2 separate regions of the Mus musculus genome follow, and region 1 is linked to region 2. Evidence: chromatin contacts called from public HiChIP or PLAC-seq data. All regions are on one chromosome and are shown on one strand. The core of a region is the stretch at or near the end of the contact, and the rest is flanking DNA. Distances in the headings are between cores, read along the strand shown.

Evidence for each region. HiChIP or PLAC-seq counts read pairs in DNA pulled down with a chosen protein or histone mark.
Region 1: an H3K27ac HiChIP or PLAC-seq map of embryonic stem cells shows a contact between it and region 2, with 2.7 times the contacts expected there. The contact joins two enhancer-like sites. A contact is called at or near these places in 1 of 15 datasets of contacts at CTCF or cohesin (large pre-B cells), 2 of 484 Hi-C or Micro-C datasets (the HPC-7 cell line and embryonic stem cells), 5 of 115 datasets of contacts at active chromatin or transcription factors (all in embryonic stem cells) and 1 of 9 other capture datasets (embryonic stem cells).

What each region holds. Positions count from the first base shown.
Region 1 is chr15:9,897,090-9,902,464 of GRCm38.p6, forward strand. No RefSeq gene overlaps it. Among named protein-coding and RNA genes, the nearest start is that of Spef2, 150 kb to the left of the region's middle. Within about 2 kb of position 1,707, at least 11 of the 459 cell types and tissues checked have an H3K27ac peak or open chromatin away from gene starts, as enhancers often do. A contact at or near this core is called in embryonic stem cells, where this site is marked.
Region 2 is chr15:9,449,966-9,455,414 of GRCm38.p6, forward strand. All of the region lies in intron 1 of Capsl (calcyphosine-like), which reads left to right. Among named protein-coding and RNA genes, the nearest start is that of Capsl, 17 kb to the left of the region's middle. Within about 2 kb of position 3,101, at least 16 of the 459 cell types and tissues checked have an H3K27ac peak or open chromatin away from gene starts, as enhancers often do. A contact at or near this core is called in embryonic stem cells, where this site is marked.

The DNA.
Region 1 (5,375 bases), core at 457-2,956, 450 kb after region 2:
GCAACTCACTATCTGTCTGTGAATATTAAAGGAATTTTTAAATATAAAAAAAAAGGAATGGAACTCTTGAGAAACACATGAACCTAACCAAAACATAATTTTTATGTTCTGAAATGCAATAAATGCAATGTGCATCAAACACTTCTTTTCTGGCCTCTAAATCACTACTTTGGCACTAAGTTATTTGGTGTTTAAGGACCACCGAGTTAATGAATATATAACAACATTGCTCTGAAAATGTTTGAGCAGAGCAGAATGTGAAAGACTGGATCAGGACCTAAGACTCAAGAAATCCTCCCTACTCCAGACTCATGACTCATCTCAGAACCCTTGCCCATCACCTAGGATGAAGGCAGAATACTTGCAGAATTATAAGATAATGGAGAAGCTGAGAGATGCCATACATGGGGACACAACATTCTTTGGAGAGTCACAGGGAATATGCAGTGGAGACTCAAACAGGAGATGCCAAAAAGCAATCCTAAATGGTGACAAATTATATTTTAGAGTTACATGCCAAAGAAGCATGAGATTAGAGGGGAGCTTTAAGAAAATTTCAGAATGTATCTACGACTTAGATTGCAATTTCATTGGAACATGGGTAGTTAGCAGACAAAGCTCCCTGATGTATAAAAAGAATGGGGGTATATGCAGATTCCTACCCAGAGGCACTGGGTTAGCACAAAATGGATGCTATATGCACACAGTGAATTTAGCAAACTTCTGAGAACAGAACACCTAGACAGTGGTTAGAGAAGGCAGAGCAGAGTATTCAAAGAGTTAAAACCCCGAAGAGCCATTAACTCTGGATCAAAGCTAGTTTTGTTGGACCCTGAACAGATTATTGAATGGCAGCTTTTCAATAGCAAAGCATGATAAATTGATTAAGCATATAAATAAAACAAACAACTATGATTTAGTATGTGAGGACAGGAAATGCTTCTTCCACACATCTGGTAACATCTTCAAGAAAGAGAATCCATCTGTTATATTTTTGGGTATTCAGCTCCTTGGCACAGTCCCTGGAATATAGTTGGCATTTAATAAATAATTATTCAATGGAAAAAAATAAAGTTACAGTAATTCTGTTGGTCAAGTTATGAGATTCATTAGTTTGGTCCCTTGAGAGTCTTACAGCTCACAAGGCTTTTGCTTTGGGCTCTGGGCTGGTTTGATTTGTTGTTGTCACAGCTGCTGGACAAATCCCAGCAGAATAAACAATGACTTCTCCTTGCACTCCAGCCTGGGATTGTGCATACTGAACTGGAAAAAATCTCTCTAGTGTTATTCAGATTTGTGATTGTCTCTAAGGTAGTTGCTCGGTTTTGCAAGTCAAAAACCCAAAGGTTTCCCCAGGGTGCTTGAAGTAAAGAAAAAAAAAAAACTAGGCTTCAGCACTAATGTGTTTGCTAAAGCCCAGATCCTCTTCCACCCCACCCATTTACAGGTAAACCTGTACCTGGCACCTAGAAAGTATGGAATATGTGTGGAGTGGATGGCGAGAGCAATTGTTTTAACTATGCTTAAAATTGCTAAGGATATCAATAACTGTGAACATTAGCTGATATTTTATTTCTTACCCAGATATTGCTGTTGTAGATTTGCATGTTTTGCCACTTTTTTTCCCCCACACTTAGATGAGGAGCAAACTGAGGAAAAAAGAAAGAAGAAAGGCTACACTATTCTTATTCTATTAGCCATCCTGTCACCCACTCTCTGTTTCTATCTACCTACTCAAGAGGGACTCTCAGTTGTCTTTGCCTGTCCTGGTGTCCTCTAATGCATGACTATAGTTCCTTAGCGCTTGTCCTCTGGCTTCCTGTTGAGTATCATGGGAAGTCTGAGGTAGATGCCAGTGTGAATCTTTTTCTGTTCATTCTTGGGCTTGGCAGCAAAGGTATAGCAACACCTTCTACCAAGGCTCTAACATTATTAGTTCTCATGCCCACCACTCTAGCTCCAGTAGAATCTTCTATCCCCTCAAGTTTTCAGCTGGAGGGATGAAACAGCTTTCTGTTAACCTTAAACTCAGAGACTCAATTTTAGATTCTGGTCCTCTTAAGTAGATCATAATTCTGTGCTGTTTTTCCTAATCTTCTTAATTCTTTTCTAACACCCCAGCTTAATAAGCCTTTTATTTCCTTATAGGATCTCCCCTGGTGGAAGGGAACAATAAGAAAAATTCACTTTCAAAAACAATGTCCAAAACCGGGCATGATGGCACATGCCTTTAATCCCAGCACTCAGGAAGCAGAGGCAGGTGGATTTCTGGTCTACAAAGTGAGTTCCAGGACAGCCTGGGCTATACAGGGAAACCCTGTCTCAAAACAACAACAAAAAGAAAGAAAAGAAAAAGAAAGAGAAAAAAAAAAAAAACAACAATGCCCAAAAAAAGAAAGAAATGCAATTTCTTTCTCAGATTAAGCAGTATGGAACTTGGGAGTAGATAGTTATATGTTGTAGGAGTTTGTCCTGTGAATTTTGTGACACTCAGAAACATCCCCTCATATCTATACCCAAAGGACTATAGTACCTACATGCTTAAGTATCTCATTGCTGCAATAAAATACCTGAAAGAATAACCTAAAGAAGGAAGGGTTCACATAAGTTCACAGGTCCAAGTTATGTTTCACCACAGCAGGGTAGGTAATGGCAGGATCTTGAAGAAGCTGGTCACCACAATGAGCCCACAGATAGAAAGCAGAATGGGGGCTGGTGAGATGGCTCAGTGGGTAAGAGCACCCGACTGCTCTTCCAAAGGTCTGGAGTTCAGATCCCAGCGACCACATGGTGGCTCACAACCATCCATAACGGGATCTGACTCCCTCTTCTGGAGTGTCTGAAGACAGCTACAGTGTACTTATGTATAATAATAAATAAATCTTTAAAAAAAAAAAAAAAAAAGAAAGCAGAATGGGCTTTCCATCTTCTGAGATCTTCTTTGATTTCTTTCTTCAGAGACTTGACGTTCTTCTTATACAGATTCTCACTTGCTTGGCTAGAGTCACAACAAGGTATTCTATATTACTTGTGACTATTGCGAAGGGTGTTGTTTCCATAATTTCTTTCTCAAACTGTTTATCCTTTGAGTAGAGGAAAGCTACTGGTTTGCGTTAAATTTATATCCAGCCACTTTGCTGAAGTTGTTTATCAGGTTTAGGAATTCTCTGATGGAATTTTTTCAGTCACTGAAGTATACTACCATATCTGCAAATAGTGATATTTTGACTTCCTCTTTTCCAGTTTTTATCCCTTTGACCTTTTGTTGTCTAACTGCTCTGGCTAGGCTCCGAGCACTATATTGGATAGGTAGGGAAAGAGTAGGCAGCCTTGTCTAGTCCCTGATTTTAGTAGGATTACTTCAAGTTTCACTCCATTAGTTTGATGTTGGCTAATGATTTTCTGTATATTGCTTTACTATGTTAAGGTATGGGCTTTGAATTCCTAATCTTTCCAAGACTTTTATCATGAAGGGATGTCAGATTTTGTCAAATGTTTTCTAAGCATCTAATAAAGTGATCATTTTTTTCCTTTGAGTTTGTTTATGTAGTGAATTACATTAATGGATTTCTGTTGTGTTGAACCATCCCTGAATAACTGGGATGAAGCCTACTTGATCATGATGAACGATTGTTTTGATGTGTTCTTGGATTCAGTTTGCAAGAATTTTATTGAGTATTTTTGCATCGATATTCATAAGGGAAATTGGTCTGAAGTTCTCTTTCTTTGTTAGGTCTTTGTCTGGTTTAGGTATCAGAGTAATTGTGGCTTTGTAGAATGAATTGAGTACCCTCTGTTTCTATTTTGTGGAATGGTTTGAGGAGTATTGGTATTAGGTCTTCATTAAACACATCTGGTCCTGAGCTTTTTTTGTTGGGAGAGTATTAATGACTATTTCTATTTCTTTAGGGGTCATGGGACTGTTTAGATGATTTATCTGATCTTGAGTTGACTTTGGTACCTGGTATTTTTCTAGAAAATAGTCCTTTTCATCAAGATTATTCAATTTTGATGAGTATAGGCTTTTGTAGTAGGATCTGATGACCTTTTTTTTTTTTTTTATTTCCTCAGATTCTGTTGTTATGTCCCCCTTTTCATTTCTGATTTTGTTAATTAGGATACTGTCCCTGTGCCCTCTAGTTAGTCTGGCTAAGGGTTTCTCAAAGAATCAGCTCCTGGTTCTATTGACTCTTTGTATAGTTCTTTTTGTTTCTACTTGGTTGATTTCAGCCCTAAGTTTTATTATTTCCTGCTGTTTACTCTTCTAGGGGGTATTTGCTTCTTTTTGATCTAGAGCTTTCAGATGTCCTGTCAAGTTGCTAGTATGTGCTCTCTCCAGTTTCTTTTTGGAACAACTCAGAGCTATGAGTTTTCCTCTTAGTACTGCTTTCATTGTGTCCAATATGTTTGGGTATGTTGTGCCTTCATTTTCTTAAATTACAAAAAGTCTTTAATTCTTTATTTCTTCCTTGACCAAGTTATCATTAAGTAGAGCACTGTTCAGTTTCCATGTGTATGTGAACTTTTTGTTGATTTTGTTGTTATTGAAGACCAGCCTTTTTCTGTGGTGATATGATAGGATGCATGGGATTATTTCAGTCTTCTTGTATCTGTTAAGGCCTATTTTCTGAACAATTATTTGGTTAATTTTGGTACCACGAGTTGCTGAAAAGAAGGTATATTCTTTTGTTTTAGGATGAAATGTTCTATAGATATTTGTTAAGTCCATTTGGTTCACAAGTTCTATTAGTTTCATGGTGTCTCTGTTTATTTTCTGTTTCCATGGCAGGATAAGTATAGTAAAAATGAACATCTTGCTGAAAGCAATCTACAGATTCAATGCAATTCCCATCAAAATCCCAACTCAAATTTTCATAGAGTTAGAAAGACCAATTTGCAAATTCATCTGGAATAACACAAAATTCCAGGAGAGTGAAAACTATTCTCAACAATAAAAGAACTTCTAGGAAAATCACCATCCCTGATCTCAAGCTGTATTATAAAGCAAGAGTGATAAAAACTACACCGTATTTGTACAGAGACAGGGAGATAGATCAATGGAATTGAAGACCCAAAAATGAATCCATATACCTATGGTCACTTAATCTTTGACAAAGAAGCTAAAACCATCCAGTGGAAAACAGACAGTATTTTCAAGAAATGGTTTTGGTTCAACTAGCAGTCAGCATATAGAAGAGTGTAAACTGATCCATTCTTATTTTCTTGTACAAAGCTCAAGTCCAAATGGATCTAGGACCTCCACATAAAATCAGATATACTGAAACTAATAGAAGAGAACGTGGAGAAGAGCCTTGAACACATGGACACAGGAGAAATTTTCCTGAACAGAACACCAATAGCTTATACAGGAAGAT
Region 2 (5,449 bases), core at 1,851-4,350:
GGGTGCAAACCTCAGAAGACCTGACCATCAACCGATTAAACAAGCAATACAAATCGTGTGACAGTACCCTGGAGTCAGGCAGTTGTGGACACTGGTGAAACAGCTCTATGATATTAGTGTTCTAAGGTGTTGTAGATATGAGCCCATGTCTCTACCCTATTATATGAAAGGAAGAGGGACATGGAGTGGTGGCTAATCAGTTTCCAGTGTCAACAAAGTCAGTTGTACTTCAAACTGCAGAGTTGAAACTTTCCCTAAGCATGCAAAGGTCACTGAGTGTTTCCTACATTGTTACTGAGTAGCACAGGCTAGATATTCAAATAAGCATGTTGAGTGCAGGATGAAGACCAAGGTGAGACAAGGGAAGTGCATGGCACAAGAGTTAAAGAGATAGATACTCATTATCTCTCTTCTTAGTGGTAGACAAATGTAGGGTTGATTTTTGTGGTCTTGAAAATGGAGTGATTCCTTACACATTGTGCTCTAGACCCTATGTACTCCTTAGACATTACTCCCTGTCCTTGCATTAGGAGTCCTCAGCCAAGTTGAATGAATTTAAAAAATAATAAAAATAAAATGAAGTTATGAAGTAGATATTTTATAATGATGATTATGCTGGCTAGTTTTGTGTCCAGTTAACACAATCTAGAGTCCATTTAGAAGAAGGAAGCTCAGTTGAAAAAATGAATTCACTTGATTGGCCTATGAGCCAGGCCTTGGTGCATTCTCTTGATTGATGGTTGATACTCTGGGCAGTGCCATCCTCGGCTGGTGGTCCTAGGTGCTATACGAAAGTAGGCTGACCAAGCCATAAAGAGCAAGCCAAAGCAACACTCCTTCATAGCCTCTGCATCAGTTTCTGTATCCAGGTTTCTGCCCTGTCTTAATTTCTGCCCTGACTTCCCTCAGTGATGGGCTGTGCTGTGGGTGAAAAGACAAATTTTCCCCCATTGCTTTGGCCATGGTGTTTTCTCACAGCCATAGAGTCCCTGAGACAATGATAACTTAAGAAATCTTTTTCAAGTATGTTCCATCACAAACATGAAGAGTAGTACTTAATTTTCACCCTGGTATTAATAGAAAGAATAAAGAAAACACTTCTGAAGAATATAGAGTTCATAGCACCACACTGAAAGAACAGGGAGAGTCTCACCAGTCACTAAACTTTAGCACATTGCTCTTGGCCGTCTATCCTCTAGAACTCTAGGAAATGAATTTATTTCTTTGTAAATTATCCAGTCTGTGGCATTTTATTAGGAGGGAGGAAAGGGGAAGAAAGCTGAAGAGACCAGTAGCAGGTATAAGGATCGTATAGAATAGGATTTAGAACAAGCACTGGGCCTAGACAGTCAGAAGGAGAGATGCCATTTGTTAAACCTGAGACCCCTTGCCAGCAGAGGTACCGGGTAAGCCACAGAGAGCAGTGCTGGAGAGCTCACCTTCACATGTTGGTATAGATCCAAAGCTGCAGGTTCTCCATCATGACACAGGGCAACAACAGAATATCTGAGAGGAGTCCAGGTGAAGATCCAGTATGGCTGAAGTCTGGGGCTTAAAAGACCAATAAGTCATTGCAATGAACATTTGCAAGTAAAGAAGTATGGACACAATAGTATACTGTGGGACACACTGTGGCATACTACATAGGAGATGTCATTATTTTCTTCTTGTGGGGTGATTGTAAGGGCAGAGGGCAGATACAAAGGGTTGGGGAGGTGAGTGGAATTGGGATGTATCAGCATCAGCAGGGGTCTGCATTAATGTGTGGGTCACATTAATGAAAAACTCATGAAAAATCAATAAAATGTTAAAACAAACAAAAAAAAAGCAAAACAAACCTGTACTGGAAATGGATATAAAGGCAACAAAAGTCGTGGTCACATTCCTCAGGGTGAAGTATGAGTGAACAGAGCTAGGAGAGGATCTGGAGAGAAAGCCAGCTTGCTTCTCCCCGACCTCCCCAGAATCGCTTAAAAGCCCTTCTGTCTTAACCAGTAGCCACCTGCTTTGTAGATTGCTTTCCTACTCTATTCTACTCTTACGGGGCAATGTTTTAAAGCTGCAGAACTATTACAGCAATACTAGGTCATTTGTTTTTGAAATAGTCTAATGTGATGGCATGGATGCTTAACAACTACAGAAATGCCCAAAATGGCACTTACAGGGCTGGGCTCATGAGACTGCCACCCAGTGGTTTTCTGGTAGTACACATTCCCTGTGTCTCAGGCACTAGGGACAAAGGAACATGGCAGAAACTAAATGACTGAGCCCATCACTGTGGTACACATCCCCACCAGTCAGGAGAGTAGACATTTCCCTCCTTGATGTATATTCCCTAGCCCTGCCCCTGCATGTCCTTTGCTGGGTCTTCTGTTATAAGTCTACCCTCTACCCTCTGCATCTTCACAGATTGACTCCTTTTTCTCAATTTTATTTGAGCAGACCAACACTTCTTCAGTTTCCTTGACCTCTAGTTAGGGAAACCAAGGGCACGTTTTCATTTTTGAGCACCCAAAAAGACACCTTTTTTTTTTTTGGAATTAGTAATAAACTGGACGTGGAAGAATTTGGTGTTTTGTGACATGTGGGAAAATATACTAGAGATTGCACTTCAGTGACTGTGTCTACTATTGTGTTTACAGGTTCTTTGCTATGTAGAGAGGGAGAGAAGGAGGAAGAGATGCCAAGGACCAGCCTTGGCTTGGAGAAGGATTCTGAGGAATTGGTGTCTGGGAACTGCGAAACAATTTGTGGGTCTAAGCTGGTGGCCTGTGCTCTGCTGGAGAAAGCTTTCCAGCTTGTTCTCTCTGTTCTACTTTCTCTGGAGATCTCTCGACAGCCCTCTAGGTTCTGCTTGAGACAGTTCTCCAAGCAGTTCTTTCTTGCTAATCTAAAAATTTTCTCTGCCAATAGCTCATCTCTTGCAGAACAGAAGCCAGCCTTTTATTTTACATATCAATCCAGGCATTTACTCCAGGTTCACCTTTGATTATCCTATGAATCAGCACCCTCTGACCCCAGGCTCTGTTGGAGACAGCGAGCACATTTTTATTTTAAAACATTGTAAAAGAATTCAGAGAGCTCCCTGCCTTTGTAAACTTTGCTGGGTGGGACCTTGTCCTGAAATTACCATTTCTACCACACCTGTGCCTAAGTTCCCTCTGTCCCAGGCTGACCTTGAACTCAAGAATTGGCCTGCATTTGTATCTGCCTGACTTTGTATCTTTCTGCCAAGCCAGTTCATAGTGTTGCTGCATCTGTTCCTTATACAATTTATATTGCATCCTAACATTTTTGCATAATTGAAAAATTATATATGTTTCAAATACTATATATATTAAGGGCTGTCCTGGAGGTCCGAGCTTTTACCATTTTGCTGAGACATTAGACACACCTTCATCTTCAGGACCCCTGCTATCTCTAAGTGCCATGAAGTCATTAACATTAACTGGGAGGACATTCCTTGGAGGACCCTGAAAATATGTACAACATATACAAACAAGCCTTATGCTCTTGGCAGTCACAGACACTTGTGGAGGCCCAAGTATATTGGCCGTGTCCCAGGGGCAGGAGCCATGTCATTCTGTCTTCACCCAAGGCCATGGGGACCCACAGAGGGAGGGAGAAGGAAGGAAGGAGGGAGGGAGGAAGGAGAGAGGAGGGAGGGAAGAAGGAGGGAGGGAGGAGGGAAGAGGGAGGGATAATTCAGTTTGCAGCCACCAGGTAGTACTAAGACAACCCAATGGAGTGGAGAAGTGCAGGTGGGGCCTTATTGAATCTTTATTCCCTACAGGTAAGCCTAAACAGAACCTTTAAGAAGAAAGGAAGAAAGGAAGGAAGAAAGGAAGGAAGGAAGGAAGGAAGGAAGGAAGGAAGGAAGGAAGATTAATGCAGAATAGACTTGATAAACTTGTGTGTGAAGTTTGGAGAAGGAAGACTAATAAGAATCATGAACTTTAAATAAAAGAAAAAAATCTGAGGTTATAGGAAAGGACACATGTTTGCTTTCTTGAGCAGGAAAATAGTAAAGATAAAAGGAAGACACATTTGTCTCTGTCTCTTTTATCTATCTATCTATCTATCTATCTATCTATCTATCTATCTATCTATCTATCTATCTATTATCCATTCATCTATTCATTTGTCCATCTATCTTTCTGTATGTTTAAAAAATTCCTTATGACACATATCATTCTTTTCTCTTTTCACGTGATAGTCAAAATAAATTTATCTTTATTGTAAAAAAAAAAAAAAAAGAAAGAAAGAAAAGAAAACAAGAAAAAGACATGCTCTCAGAAGCAGATCCCTGCAATTGCAACTTTCCACATCTCATCCGACAAGAACGCTGGAAATCCTGGCTGAGAACTCTGTCAGGGGCAGCAGCCAACTGTACAAAAGAGCGATGGAGTGAGCAAGCCAGCTTGGCCCCAGTGCACCAGTCTCCTTTGTGGCTGGCTACTCCACTCAGCCTCTGTTCCAGATCTCCCAGTCACTGCCTTCTGCTGCTCTGTGGATATCCCCTTCACTTGCCATTGTGTGTGTAGCTGGGCGAGGGTAGGGAGAGGTAGAGGCAATCAACAGCTTTGTAACCCTAGTCTTCCCTTCCCCTCAAACTCCCAGTTCAGTCACTTGCCATTTTAAATGAATTCATCACTGTCCAAAGGGTCCAGCTGTCATATTGGATGCACCAGGCTCCACTTGGTCGCACACCTTATCTTCTGTACCTTCTCTTCAATTCACCCACAGGGTTCTCTACATCACTGTTCTTTCCTTTTTGTAAGCACTGTAGTCCACCTTCATCCCTTAGTCTCATCCTAAGCTCCTTTGAATTGGAAGTCAGTTACCTGGCTGGTTTTATACTTTCCCCATCTCTCCTTCCAACACTTCCTTTCAGTCTCCACCAGCCTTCCATGGTTTGGTTCAGCAGTTCAGACCACTTGCTGCCCTTCCAGAAGACCCTAGGTCAGATCTCAACACTCATGTCAGGCAGCTCAAACCTACCCACAACCAGATTCAGAGCGTCCAGCTCTCTCCTGTCCTCCTTGTGTACCCTTACACATGTGACATACATGTCCATGGACACATACAAAGGGAATGAAAATAAAGATTGGTCCACTTATGTTATTTACTCTTCTGCTTTGTCCAAAGCATGTGGTACAGCAATCGTCTAAAATATATGGTGCTCTGCCTTGTCAGAGTCTCATAGCTCTAGCCTTGATAACTTTTACCTTCTATTATGAGTAAAATGTAGGCATTGTGACACCTCAGAAAGTCCGTGTGCTGGGCTGTGATATCTGCGTCCTTGGATAGCTCGGTCATGGAACTAGAGGGGGATTCCAGGCCATCTGTGTCCTCCGTTGCCCCACACCTAGCAAACTGGTTAGAGGTAATGAATCTCTCAGACATCCATAGAAGACATGGACAGAACTGTGCCTCTGATGAGAGAACT